Regions from separate parts of the Mus musculus genome. Here region 1 is linked to region 2. The links are chromatin contacts, called in public Hi-C maps. All regions are on one chromosome and are shown on one strand. Each heading gives the region's core, a stretch centred on a gene start, on an enhancer-like site or on the middle of the called end of the contact. The rest is flanking DNA. Distances are from core to core; before and after follow the strand shown.

Region 1 (6,610 bases), core at 3,588-6,087, 770 kb before region 2:
TTTTTGTCAGGGCAGGTCATACAATACACCGTCATGGCACACTAACTCTAAGTCTTCCCAACTGAACACGATTCCATTTCATCTCTTGCCATACAGGGAGCCCCCACGTGGCTGCTGCCATATGGAATCACATTGGCTTCATCTCATATTGATCAGCATGAATGCCAACCAAACACAGACTTTGGTATAAAATAAGAATCTGGGGGAAAGGTTGTCTCCCTGCATTGAGCTGGAAACTTCAGGAAGAATAGCAAGGTTGGAGGGTCACCCTGAGGTGTCCTGGGCTCCACTTGAAAACCACATATAATCTCCCACCGGCACATGTCACCTCATGAAGGCTATGGCGTTATTTGGCTTTCTAGCACATAGGAATAGCCAGTTTCAGGGGCACATAGATAGTTTCTGTCAGAGTCTTAGGGACAACTGGAAAGCTCGGGTGGATTTTGGACAGCAGACTTGCGGTGCTAACCACCTGAGAGAATCCTTACCCGCTCAAGCCTTCAGTGGCGGAAGCGGGGTTTATCCAAGTGGTCCTCACAGCAGTTCAGGGAGATCGTTTGGGGTCTGACTTTCTGCTCTGTTCTGGAAGTCAGCAATGTAATGATCACTTAAAGGGCCACGTGAGAAATTTCTGACACCCTGGAGCCCTGGGCGGACTGAGTCGGGGACAGACAGAAGGGAGAGCCAATCTGAGAAGGAGAGTTGATCTGAGCCTGCAGTCACTGGGAAGAATAGAGGATTGTGGGGACACCACATTTCCTGCCAAATTTCCTGGTAGAAGAAGGCAAAGGCTTCGCTTCGCTCATCTCCATCATGCTGAGCTGCAGACTCTAGGGGGCGCCACCGGCCTACAACAGCCTTCTTGAACAAGTTCCATGGCAGGGCAGGTGCAGCGTGCAGAGCTACAGGTGGCCATTGGCTGCTTCAACTTAGTGGAGATCTCTGGCACCTGCGCTCAAATCCAGTCAGCCAGCTGCAAAGTCCAGTCACCTGAATGCTGGGGAAGACTGAGTGACAGATGGACGGAACTCCCCACCCCCCACATAGTACCCTCTCTGGAGCGCAGTGTGTCTCATGGCTGCTGTCTCTGCTCACCAAAGCGGTCATGAGCCGATTTGTCCCTGACTGATTTCATAATCATATCGTGAAATATGGGGAGTTATATTAAAAAAGGAAGTTCACGGGCAGGTGACTGCCAGTTCCAGGGCTCTTTGGTGCCAGTTTGCGGTTTAGAATCTCCCATGCTTCCGAAACTGACAGAACTTAATTTCAAGAGAGACACGGCTGAAGGGAAGAGGTGCCCGGGAAAGCACGAATATTAATAATGTCAAAATTGTGAGCGAATTCCAGCTAGGCTCTGCGCTTTGCATGGAAAGGCACGTCCTCTGCGTTTTACTTCATTTCTTCACCTTACTTCCCCTTGTGCTGTGGACCGAACCCTCAGCAAGCACAATGTTTACCATTGAGCTATGCCATTTTGAAATAAGCACACTGGAGTTGCCCAAAGGATGCTTCATAGTGGTCCTCGCCTGAGTTTCTCCTTGCATCATCCCGGAAGGATGGAGGGAGTGGGATTCAGCCTTACGATAGTGTGATCTCTAGTATCTGTGATGTCTTCACGCACAAAATGGGCACAAGTGCATGCAACTGCGGACATTCATTGGGCGGCTTGCGAATCCAGCCTCCTTGCTGTCTTTACCAGATCTCGGGCACAACTGTTCTTTCTTTAAACTGGCTGGAGGATGGTATCTTTCTGTAAAATGGCAAGCCCGCCTAGTGTTGAGATCACACGCTCAGCATGAACAGTTAATGCTATTTAATCATCGGTAGAAGTTTGGCTTCCAATTGATTTATAGCTTTGCAGATGAAACACATATTCTTGGAGGAAAGCACACTTCTGACCATCGAGAATGACAGGGCTAGTGGATCCAATAGGAAGGGGTTGCCTCTGGCACCAGGCTGCAGCTGAAGTCCTGGCAGGCAGCCATGAATAGTCGAAGGCCTTCCCAAGGACTGGCTCCCCCACCCTCAGCTCTGCTAATTGCCTGTGGAAGAGTGGGCACACACATTCCAGCAGCCCCATGAAGAGAGTTGGAGGGGGAGTCATTCTTACCTCTTATTTTAACCACTCGTTGGGTCTGCACAGTTTGAACAGAGAAAATGTTTGCCAGGTAACTACGTATGATGAAGAAATCCTAGGCAGCAGCTCGACTCTTTGATCTTAAGGACATAGAGAAGCCTTGTGCGGTGATATACCTTAAAAGAGTTGCCTGCTGTTTACGATTCAGGGGGACGATGATTTAGGAAAAAAAAAAAGTAAAGTCATTTTTAAAATAAAAAATAGAAGCCATTCACTTCTAGGAGATGAACTTAAGGATTGTCCTAAAAATAGGCTTGAGCTGGCCAGTGGTGGAGGCATCCTTTTAAGCCCAGTACTCAACTTAGTACTTGGAGGCAGAGGCAGAGGCAGGTGGATCTCTGAGTTCCAGGACAACCTGGTCTATAAAGCAAGTTCCAGGACAGCCAAGGCTGCAAAAATCATATATATATATATATATATATATATATATGTGTGTGTGTGTGTGTGTGTGTGTGTGTGTGTGTGTGTATGTATATGTGTGTGACACACACATACACACACACACACACACACACACACTCACTTGGGGATCTAGAGAGATGGCTCAGTGTTTAAGAATCCCGGCTGCTCTTGCAGTGAACTCGGAGTTTGATTCCTAGCACTCACATGGTGGCTCCCAACTGTCTGTAACTCCAGTTCCAGGGGATTGGCCTCTCCTGGTCTCTGCTGTTACTGTACACACACAAGGTATTTACATACATGTTGGCAAAGCACTCACATACACAACATAAATATAAATAAACCTTTAAAAATATACGTGAATCCACACAATTGGATCAGCCACAAAGAAATAAGGGGGAAGCTTGGTGAGATGTGAAGGGTCATTCAGAGAAATGCCTGCCAGAGATGAAACCTCTGTTTCTCCCATCCGTCGGGGAAAAGAGTAAGGCAGCCTGGAGTCCCACCTGCCTCGATACATCAGTTCAGGGATGGGCACAGCAGTCATTTCAACCAGGTTCTTTGTATTGCTAACTCTGTAAAGTTTTTAGAAAACAGAAAATGTGTGTGTGTGTGTGAGTGCATGTGCGCGCGCATGTGTGTGCCCGTGCTCATGCACACACAGAAAGAGATCGAGAGATATAGAGACAGAGACAGACAGAACACCAGAAAGACAAAATTTAAGAAAGGCACACAGGACAAATCTGGAGCTGGTACCCCAAAGATGAGGATACCCAGAAAGACAGAGGCCTTTGGGCTGTTTTTGGCAGAACAACCCTGACTCCTCTGATCTTCCCTTGGAAGTCAGGGAGCTGAAAATGCTTAAAGCTGGGGATGGTTTTGTAGCTCCCTGGTGTGGATTGCCTCCTTAGCCAGATTCTGTGAGTCCTGTCATGTTCTAACTTAAAAGTCACCATGAAGACCCACCTCTGGGGGTTCCCACAAAGGTTTAACTGAAGAGGAAGGTTCATCCTGAATGTGGGTGCTACCATGGATGGACAGAGGCCCCAGACTAAATACAGAGAGAGCAAGTTGAGCACCAGCCTGGCGCCCTCGCCCCCAGTTTCTGACTGCAGATGCCATGTGACCAGCTGCCTCATGCTCTTTGCTGCCAAGCTGTGATAAAAACAAAGATCAAAAGCAACTTGAGGAGAAGTGGGTTGGTTTCATCCTCTAGTTTAAATCCATCATGGAGGGAAGTTAGAGTCGGAATCCGGAGACAGGAACAGACACACAGAAGCAGTGGAAGGAAGCGGCCCACTGACTTGCTCTCCATGGCCTTTGTAGCTTTCCTTTCATATAAAACCCAGGACCACCCGCCCAGGGGCGGTACTACTTCCAGTGGCTCCTCCCACAGCAATCATTGATCCAGAAAATGCCCACAGGCTCCCTACAGGGCAATCTGATGGAGGCATTTAGTCAGCGGAGGTTTCTTCTTCCCAAATGACGCTAGCTCATGTCAACCGGACAAAAACTAACCAATTCATGCCTGTGAGCCCAAAACGGACTCTCTTTCCCTTAAGTTGCTTTTGTTAAGTATTTTGTCATGGCACAAAGAAAATTAACTAACCCAGTCCATTTTTATCCGCAGAAGTGAACCCACTCGTTGGAGTGATGCTGGGTTTCCTCTCTGAATCCCCACAACATCTGCTTGTTTCCAAGGCTCTGCGGAGCAGTGAGGAGGGCTCCGGCTCGGGACACTAGCATGGGTATTATGTATCTTGGTGTGAGTTCGCCTTAGATACCCTGGAAGGCATGAGTGGAGAGCTGTACCTATTAGCTTTTCAATGAAATATCTTCCCTAATGCCAATTCCCTAATGCCCAAAGGCCAGCGGGGAGCCAGGATGGAAATCTTTCAGGGACAGGAATTTGAGGGTCATTTTGGCATCCCAGGCTCACAATCTAGAGTTCACCGGAAACACTTCAGCCTATGTTAGGGGTTCCTGAACTGTCCTTGCCTGAAGGCCGCCTATAGTCAGAAGCTTTAAGAAGGCAGGGCAGATGGCCTTTCCACACCTGTTGTGAGCGTGGACATCCACGCTGGTTCTCGTGCGCGCTCCTCGGGGCTTGCGGGGTGTCCATAACCTCCTTTGAACATCTCCCTCCTATTCGAGCACATAGAGAGGGCGACTGCGAGGCTGGGCGCCCCGCAACCAGGAAGGTGGGACCTACTTTGCGGATTGGGGCTCACAGCTGTCACTCCAGAAGGGTGGGGCTTAAAAAGAGAGAGAGAGGGAGAGAGGAAGAGAGAGAAATTAGGAAGCAACAACCCCAGCCCGCCTGGGCACGCTGCTCTGGGTGCGCTCGGATGCAGCCGCCCCGAGCTCGCGCCTACTCGTCCGCGCGCCGCTCGCCCTCCGCCCCGAGCGCTGCTCGTCTCCGGAGCCGGCCGTGCGCCGGGCGCGCGTGGGGAGCCGGGGCGGGCTGGGGTGGAGCCGCAGCGCCCCGCAAACTTTGGGCGGCGGAGCGCGCGCGCCGAAGCCCCGTGGCGCGGGATGGGGGCGGCGAGGCTATGTGCCCCGGGTCCCCACGCGTGCCTGGCTACCAGCCCGGGGACCCCCGCGCCGCCTCTGCCCGCGCCCCGGGCCCCGCAACCTCGCAGCCCCGCAGCCGCCCGCGCGCGCTAGCCCACCGCAGCCTCCCAGCCGGAGTCCTCAGAGCGCTCTCCATGCTTGGGGACGCAACACCGGAGACCCCCCTTGTGGAGTGAAATTCAATTCACGAGCCAGTCCTCAGCGCAGTCGAAAGACTGAGGTGAGCCTCGGCCTGCGCTGCGGGACCCCGGAGCCTGAGCGGCCTGGCTATGGACCTGTGGGGACCCGGCACAGGGCGGCCCTGCTGCTCGGGTCCCTAGCCAGATGCGTCTTGGTCATCCAGCTCAGCTTCTCTTCTCCGGGGATCTGGCGACATCCCTTCTTCAGCCAGAGGACACCACGGAGGAGCAGAGGACCCGCGCTCCAAGTCTCCAGGATGTGCCCATCTGAGATGGGGACTCTGTGGTACCTCTGGTCTCCCGTGCTCATCAGCCTAGCTGCCCTTTTCTCCAAAGGTGAGGACGCTGGGGCTACCTGGGCCCGGGGGACTTAACTTTGCTGAGAGTAGATGTGGATGTGGGTGGCCCAGAGAGGGCCGGTGGGTGTGTGTGTGTGTGTGTGTGTGTGTGTGTGTGTGTGTGTGTGTACACAGCAGGTTTGTGGAGCCAAGGTTCCGGGGCAGACACCTTGGCAGCAGGTGATTTCCCTGGAAGTCTTGGTATGATGCCCTAGGAGAGTGTGCCTAAGCGACAAAGGGAAACGGGGAAGCCTAGTCTGCCCTGGCCCTGGACGCTTCCTAGAATTTGGTGTGGACTTCCCAACTGGCCCTAACCGGTTTAGAAATAATTCTCAACAGCCCTGCTGTGCGAGAATGTCAGCTAGTGTACCACGGGCCGTTAAGAACACAGTTGGCCAGAGACCCTTTCAGCCCAGGGTCTCCTGGGTCGGCCTTCTGCAGCTGCTGTGTGTGTATAGGGGATGGGGGTGGGGGTGGGTGGGGGGATAGGAGAATACTTCCACAGATGCTCTACTGTCTATCTGACCCAAGTCTTCCCAGTGGGGTCCTGACATGGGGCCGTGAGTAGAAGCGGGAAGCCCCGTTTACCTGCTATTACCGTCTCCTTCAAATCCCTGCCTGGTACAAGCAAATTTGAAAGCTTGGGACAGAAATGCCTTGCAGAGCGATCGATATCCACAGGACACGGTAGATGGACTCTACACGTCTTCCTGGCCGAGCAGGAGGTTTCTATTTGTGGGTAGTTTTCTCCCCTACACCCCCTTTCTACAGCAAAAGTCAAGATTCTTTGCGGTCTCCTGTGTGCTGGAAAAAAAAAAAAAAACCCTGTAAACATATTTCTCTGCGAATATTTATCAGGCAACATCTCTCTGAAACTTCCTAGCCAGTTGACAAGCGCAATCTTTTATGATATGTTGATTTTGGTTTCTGGCTTTTCTGGTATCTGGCAATCTAGTTGCATAGAATCTTGTAGAGTTAGG
Region 2 (6,472 bases), core at 1,762-4,261:
AGGAGAGGTGGTGGACAAGTGCCATTCAGGGGTGCTTTGTCCCCAAGTGGAAAAGGGTATTCCCTATCCCTCAGGCCAAAGGAGGAAGGAAAGAAGAGAAGACAAAGAGAGGATGGGGAGAGGGAAGAAAAGGGGGAGAGGGAGGTAGAAAAAAAAGGAAGAGGTGGGAGACAGACCCAAAAAGCACAAGTGGCAGCCAGTGGGAAGGACATGTTGACCTCAAGACCAAGCAGCGCCTTCAGTGTTCCCAGAATCCCACCAGAGGCAGCTGTCTCCCTCCTTCCTTTTCTGCCCCCTTCCTCCTTCTTTCCCTCCTCCTCTCTCTCTCTCTTCTTCTTTTTTCAATTTTGTCCTTCCTCCTCTTCCTTCTCTCCTTCTCCCTTCGTACCAAGATCCCAGCTTCTTATTCTTTGTGATAGTCTCTGGTAAAAGTGCACAAGAGCCTGCTAGATGGCAAAAAGCCCATTAGAGATAAGGGGCTAGTGCGCATTAAATGTCTGGACAGAAGTGGGAGCTGGAGAGGGGCAGGGAATCCTCTGTCCCATAGCAAAGGAGGGACTCAAATGCTGATGGCTGTGGTCAAAATAGAGTCCCCTGGACAGGATCAATAGGGACCAACACTGTGTATATTTTTATTTTGTGACCTAAATATTCTGATGAAGTCAGGAAGTGACACCTGAAGCCGGAGGTCATCATTCTGTCGTGTGTATACACACTCTACACACAAGCGAGCACACACACACACACACACACATACATGTATGTGGGGGCACAGCACCACATACTAACAAAGCAAGGCCCTGACACTGTAAACGGCACACACACACTAGTTCTCAAACTTATCTATCAGGTTGGGGAACAAGTCGTGGTGACAAAGCCCAGCCAGGCAGACCCTCCATGGGAAGACAGGCAACCAGCCACGGATATGAGGAGGGGCAGCTTCCACTCCAGGACAGAGCTGTTCACTTCAGTTTGGGTTTTGCCTCAGCATTGCCGTTTTAAATTTAACCCTTTGAACCCCTGGCCCACCAAAGTTTTCCCTGTCCTACTCAAGGTTGCATCCAGCTGATACAGGTGTCGCTGAGAGAATCCCATGAACTCGAAAGCCCTTTATAAGGAAGTATTTCGAAATTCACTTCTCAGCTAGGCACAGGAGCGGGTGCCTGTAATGTCATCACTTGGGAGAGTAAAGCAAGAGGATCGCCTTGAGTTTGAGGCCAGTGTGGGATACATCAAGACCCTACCTCCGAACAAAATGAGATCTCCTGTTTAAAGAAGATAATAGAGACCGGCTACAAAAGCAAACATAAAATGGGGGGTTGGAGACAGACAAGTTATCCAGTGGCCTCCTAGACCTCACCAGCACATATACGAGAGAAAATAACAAGTTCAAACGGCATGCTAGGTAAACCCTCAACATGGGTTGCCTTCTTTAGGGACTCAGTGCTTCAGAGCACGAACTTTCTCAGAACCTTCCAGTCCACACCCCCTGTGCCTAGACAGCATGCCTCCATCGATCTTGTGTCATGCCTCAAATCCAGCTTTTGCCAGCTCTCCAGACCTCTCATCTTCAGGTTCAAAGCCTCCCATGCTGGATTCCATACTTAGGACCACATCCCCATCTCAAGCTCTCTGTTTGTTGGTTTTGTTTTGTTTGTTTAAAAGGGGGCTTCCGCCGTGCGTGGTGGCGCATGCCTTTAGTCCCAACACTTGGGAGGCAGAGGCAAGCGAATTTCTGAGTTCGATCAAGACCAGCCTGGTCTACAGAGTGAGTTCCAGGACAGCCAGGGCTGCACAGAGAAGCCCTGTCTTGAAAAAAAAAAAAAAAAAAAAAAAGGTGGGGGGTGGGGGGGCTTCCAGTAGCTGGGGCTGGCCTCAAACAAGCTAGGTAGCTAAGGATGACCTTGTGTAAGGGGCGTCTCCACTTCTGACTACTTGCATTACAGAGGAGCACCACACCAAAGTTTTGTGGGGCTAGAGGATGGAACTACATCCTACATGCTTAGGGGCCCGTGGCCTACTGAACTACACCCAGCCCAGTTAGAAAAGCCTCCCATTCGTACCCAGGTATGTTTTCACAGTGAAGCCTTGCCTGGTTTTACCATGTTACTTTCTCTCCTTGCTTGGTAAGAGATTTCTATGAAAAAAGAACAGGAGGGCAAAGGACCTCTTTTAGAAGTGCCAATTTGTGTGTAATCTGCATTGATACAATGTATGTGTAATCTGCATTGATACACTGTGTGAGCCTCGTGTGCACGGGTGGTGATTTCCTCTGCGCAATTTGTAACCATTATATAAATTCTTTTCAAAAAGCTACAATTGGAAGTCTTTTTTTTTTTTTTTTTTTTTTTTTGTAATTTCAAATCAAAGTCATTATTTTTTGCTGCCCCGGTTGAGCCTTAGAGTCTACATCTATTACAAGAACTCTTAATGGAGTTTCCACTGGCAGAAAGTTAATTCCAGAAGATTAGCCTTTTATATTAACCTGAGAATGAGAGGTCTTTTTGTAACTGTGATCTGAGCCTTCTTTTCTTTTGTCTTTGTCCTTATCTTGTGCTGCTCCCAGATCAGAGCCAACGGCAATACTATTGAGCCACGCCCCAACCCTTCATCCAAGGGCTGTACCACCTCCAAAGCCTCTAAACGAAGCCCTAGCCCCTCCCTGGTTAATTCTAAGCAGGTGCTCTACAGCCCAGCCCATTCTTAACCTAGCCGTGCCCCCTCCCACCCCTTTTAGTAATATTCTATCAAATGGGTCTCTTACAAAGCCGTGCTTATTTTAGAGCATGTACCTTACAGGATGCTGGCTTTTCCCATCAAATAATTAGTCAAATTACCTAATAAGTTCTCAGGAGCCTTAAAATGGAGTCTTAATACTCTCCCCCTTCCTCTTAAAATATCACACACACACACACACACACACACACACACACACACACACACACACACAGCTGCTTTAGTTCTCAGCCTTTTAGTTTTTCATTAAATCCCAGAGAAACAGCCACGAGAGACGAATGAATAGAGAAATTCACAAGTCTCCAGGTACGGCCATTTCCTCCAGTGACAGAGTTCAGTTGCCAGCTTAATTAATTTCGCGTAGAAAGGGGGAACTGAAAGGGACATCTTGACTTTCTCCACTTGTATTAGAAAAGTGTGTTTCTAAGGAGAATAGAAGCTAGGCTGCTATGGGATTAGCATATCACCACACCCAACTTAATTACCCTTCTAAATGAAGATGGAGAAAAAAAATGCACTTTTAAGTTTTGAACTGGATTCTTTGCTTAAAAGTACATTGACATACATGATATCTATATATGCACATATTCTCTCCTTTAAAAAAATGTCTCGAGCCGGGCTTGGTAGCACACGCCTTTAATCCCAGCACTCAGGAGGCAGAGGCAGGCAGATTTCTGAGTTCCAGGACAGCCTGGTCTACAAAGTGAGTTAGTTCCAGGACAGCCAGGGCTACACAGAGAAACCCAAAAACCAAACAAACAAAAAAGTCTCAGGGGTTGGGGGAGGAAGGGAGGGAGAGAGAATGTGCATGCAGTACCCACAGAGGCCAGTAGAGGACATAGGATTTCCTGGGACTGGAGGTATAGATGATTGTAAGCTGCCATATGGATAATTGGGAATCGAACTTGGGTCCTCTGCAAGAGCAGCTAGTGCTCTTAACCATGGGGCCATCTCTGCAGCCTCCACATTCTCTCTTTTGAAGTCACAAAGTGCCAGGCACGGTGGCGGCTTCAAAACCTTTAATCCCAGCACTCAGGAGGCAGAGGCGGGCCCACCTCTTTGAGTTCAAGGTCAGCCTGGTGTACATAGTGAGTTCCAGGTCAGCCAGGACTACATAGTGAGACCCTGGCTCAAAAAGAAGAAAAGAAGGAGGAGGAGGGAGCGGGGAGGAGGAGGGAGAGAAGGGGAGGAGGAGGAGGGGAGGGAGGAGGAAGAGGTGAGGGAGGAGGAGGAGGAGAAAGAGGAAAGAAAGCCCCAGGGACGTGGAAGCACCCGTAATCTTATCTTTCAAACTAGGATTACTGATATCTGGTCTCGCTTTGGACTAATTAGGTACAATTACCCAAAGTACAGCCTGAGTTAAGTCTGCACATAAAGTTCAAAACCAAAGCTGGCTTTTCCTCCAGCAAGATTAAGACTACATTGCTCAAAACACATCATCTGCTGTTCACGGTACATGAATCAAAGTCTCTCCTCCAAAATCTACCTAAAAGAATTCCATAAGTACAGCTGAGTAAGCTACCTTTATATTATTTATACATATTTGTATTTGAAAAGAAATCGAATCAAATAAAAACATTGGGCTGAACTTTATTGAAAAATCCACCCACAACCCTGGACAAAAAATGCGTATTAAAAACAGCTTCACTTTCAAATATAATAACTATCCCCCAGCCATGGAAACAAGATAATCTCATCTTTTATTAGGTTTTTGTCAGTATCTCCTGTATTCTCATCTGGGAGGGGCCAAGCCATCTTAGCTACTTCACGAGTAGTGTGTTTCTTCCTTAATGTTTACTATGTTAAAAAATGAAATGTTTTTAATTATATGTACATGTGTGTGGGTGGCTGTGTAAGTGCACATGAGTGCAGATACCCATGGAGGCCAGAAGAGGGCGCCAGATGTCCTATATCTGGACTTGCAGGCAGTTGTGAGCTACTTGATGCTGGTGCTGGGACCTGAACTCAGGTCCTCTGCTCTTAATAGCCAAGACATCTTTGCAGCCCTCAGTTTTTAATTAAAAAAAAAAAAAGTTGTTTTAGATTTCTTTATTTTGTGTGTGTTTATGTTTTGCCTGTACATATGTGTACCACGTGCACACTTGCAGCCTGCAGATGTCATAAGAGGGCATGAAATCCCCTGGAAGTGGAGTTAAAGATGGTTGTGAGCTGCCACGAGGGTGCTGGGAACCAAACCTGCAATTTTTGGAAGTGGAGTCAGTGCTTTTACAGATGAGCTGTCTCTCCAGTCCCTCAACGTTTGTTTGTTTGTTTGTTTGTTTGTTTGTTTGTTTGTTTGTTTCAAATGCCTGGTGACTATTCCAGGAAGAGGACTGTCTGCGCGCAGATCTGGCTGACCCAGGGTAGTGTGAGGACCTGAGTGCCATGGCGCTGCCTACCTCACTCTCAGAAGATTGCCCCCGGCCACTGAAGCTTTACGATTCAGAATTGGATTTCATTGCTGATGGCCAATAAGTTATTTGAAGCACTAGTCATTGGTTTTGTTTTGTATTATTGTCATATGTATATGTTTGTTTGGGGTGTGTGTGCATATACTGTGGGCCATGTGTATGTATTTGTTTGGTGTGTGTGCATATACTGTGGGCCATGTATATGTATTTGTTTGGGGTGTGTGCACATGCTGTGGGCCATGTGTGGAGGTGGAAGACAACTGGAGGTAGTCGGTTCTCTCCTTGCCCTATGTCGGATCTAGGAATCGAACTCAGGTCTTCAAGCTTAGAGGACAACATCAATAACCCACTGAGAGATGCATCGTCCCAGCCTCCACTGGGGTTAAATAAAAGCCAAAAGCCTGATAAATAGCGGAACAGGCAACATGTCTGCCACTTTCCACAAAAAAAAAAAAAAAAAAAAAAAAAAATTAAAAGGGAGTGGCAGCCAGGTTGTGGTAACAAATGCCTTTAATCCCAACATTTGAGTGACAGAGACAGGCAGATCTCTGTGTTCAAACTCCAGGACATCGAGAACTACACAGAGAACCTATCTTGAAAAGAAGGGGGTGGGGGGGCCGGGCAGGGCGGCTGGACTTCACCCACAAGATTTAAAAAAAAAAAGTTTGTTTTTGCACTGAACTTTTTCAGGTATCTACGCTGGGGAAATGCAATACACCACTATGCCATACCAGCAGGTCTAACTGACTTCTTTCCTGTCCCCAAGCCCCACTGAAGAAAGGACAATGGAGGAATACATACCCACTGCACCTGAGCTGTGTCCTTCATTGCCTCGGTGAAAGCCACAGCAAACCTGGTCCATGGATAGAGATAACAGTCAATTGGGCTGGAATGCAATTAACCAACTGAGACCCAGCTCTTCCCACAGCCCATGAGAGGTGGAGAGGACCCAGCTCTAAGTTCCATCCATTGTGTTGTCATGACTCCCGGTCACTGCCCATTAGACCCCCATCTTCACCCACACCAGAAAAAGTTGTACATGGGAAATAAACTCAACAATGCTCAAACTCTCTTTATTTCTCTTGTTCCTTTTGAATCATGCAGTGGAGGCTGGTGAGATGACTCAGCTGTTCAGAGCACTGACTGCTCCTCCGAAGGTCCTGAGTTCAACTCCCAGCAACCACATGGTGGCTCACAACCATCTGTAATGAGATCTGACGCCCTCTTGTGGAGTGTCTGAAGACAGCTACAGTGTACTTACATATAATAAATAAATAAATCTTTAAAAAAAATTGAATCATGCAGGGGAAGCAGAAATTAAAACT

Evidence for each region. A called contact is a pair of places that touch in the nucleus more often than the background predicts.
Region 1: a Hi-C map of embryonic stem cells shows a contact between it and region 2, with 2.6 times the contacts expected there. The contact joins the promoter of Tmem132d here to the enhancer-like site in region 2. A contact is called at or near these places in 9 of 39 promoter capture datasets (HPC-7-derived erythroid cells, cranial neural crest, embryonic stem cells and 5 more), 1 of 15 datasets of contacts at CTCF or cohesin (stem cell-derived epiblast-like cells), 17 of 484 Hi-C or Micro-C datasets (LSK cells, cerebral cortex, cortical neurons and 9 more) and 13 of 115 datasets of contacts at active chromatin or transcription factors (astrocytes, craniofacial prominence, embryonic basal ganglia and 9 more).

The regions. Positions count from the first base shown.
Region 1 is chr5:128,431,304-128,437,913 of GRCm38.p6, reverse strand. Tmem132d (transmembrane protein 132D) reads left to right here and starts at 4,837. Exons shown (of 9, transcript NM_172885.2): 1 at 4,837-5,628. The coding sequence starts at 5,550.
Region 2 is chr5:127,656,615-127,663,086 of GRCm38.p6, reverse strand. It overlaps Glt1d1 (glycosyltransferase 1 domain containing 1), which reads right to left. Exons shown (of 12, transcript NM_177005.4): 4 at 5,949-6,000. Among named protein-coding and RNA genes, the nearest start is that of Glt1d1, 28 kb to the right of the region's middle. Within about 2 kb of position 3,011, at least 10 of the 459 cell types and tissues checked have an H3K27ac peak or open chromatin away from gene starts, as enhancers often do. A contact at or near this core is called in embryonic stem cells, where this site is marked.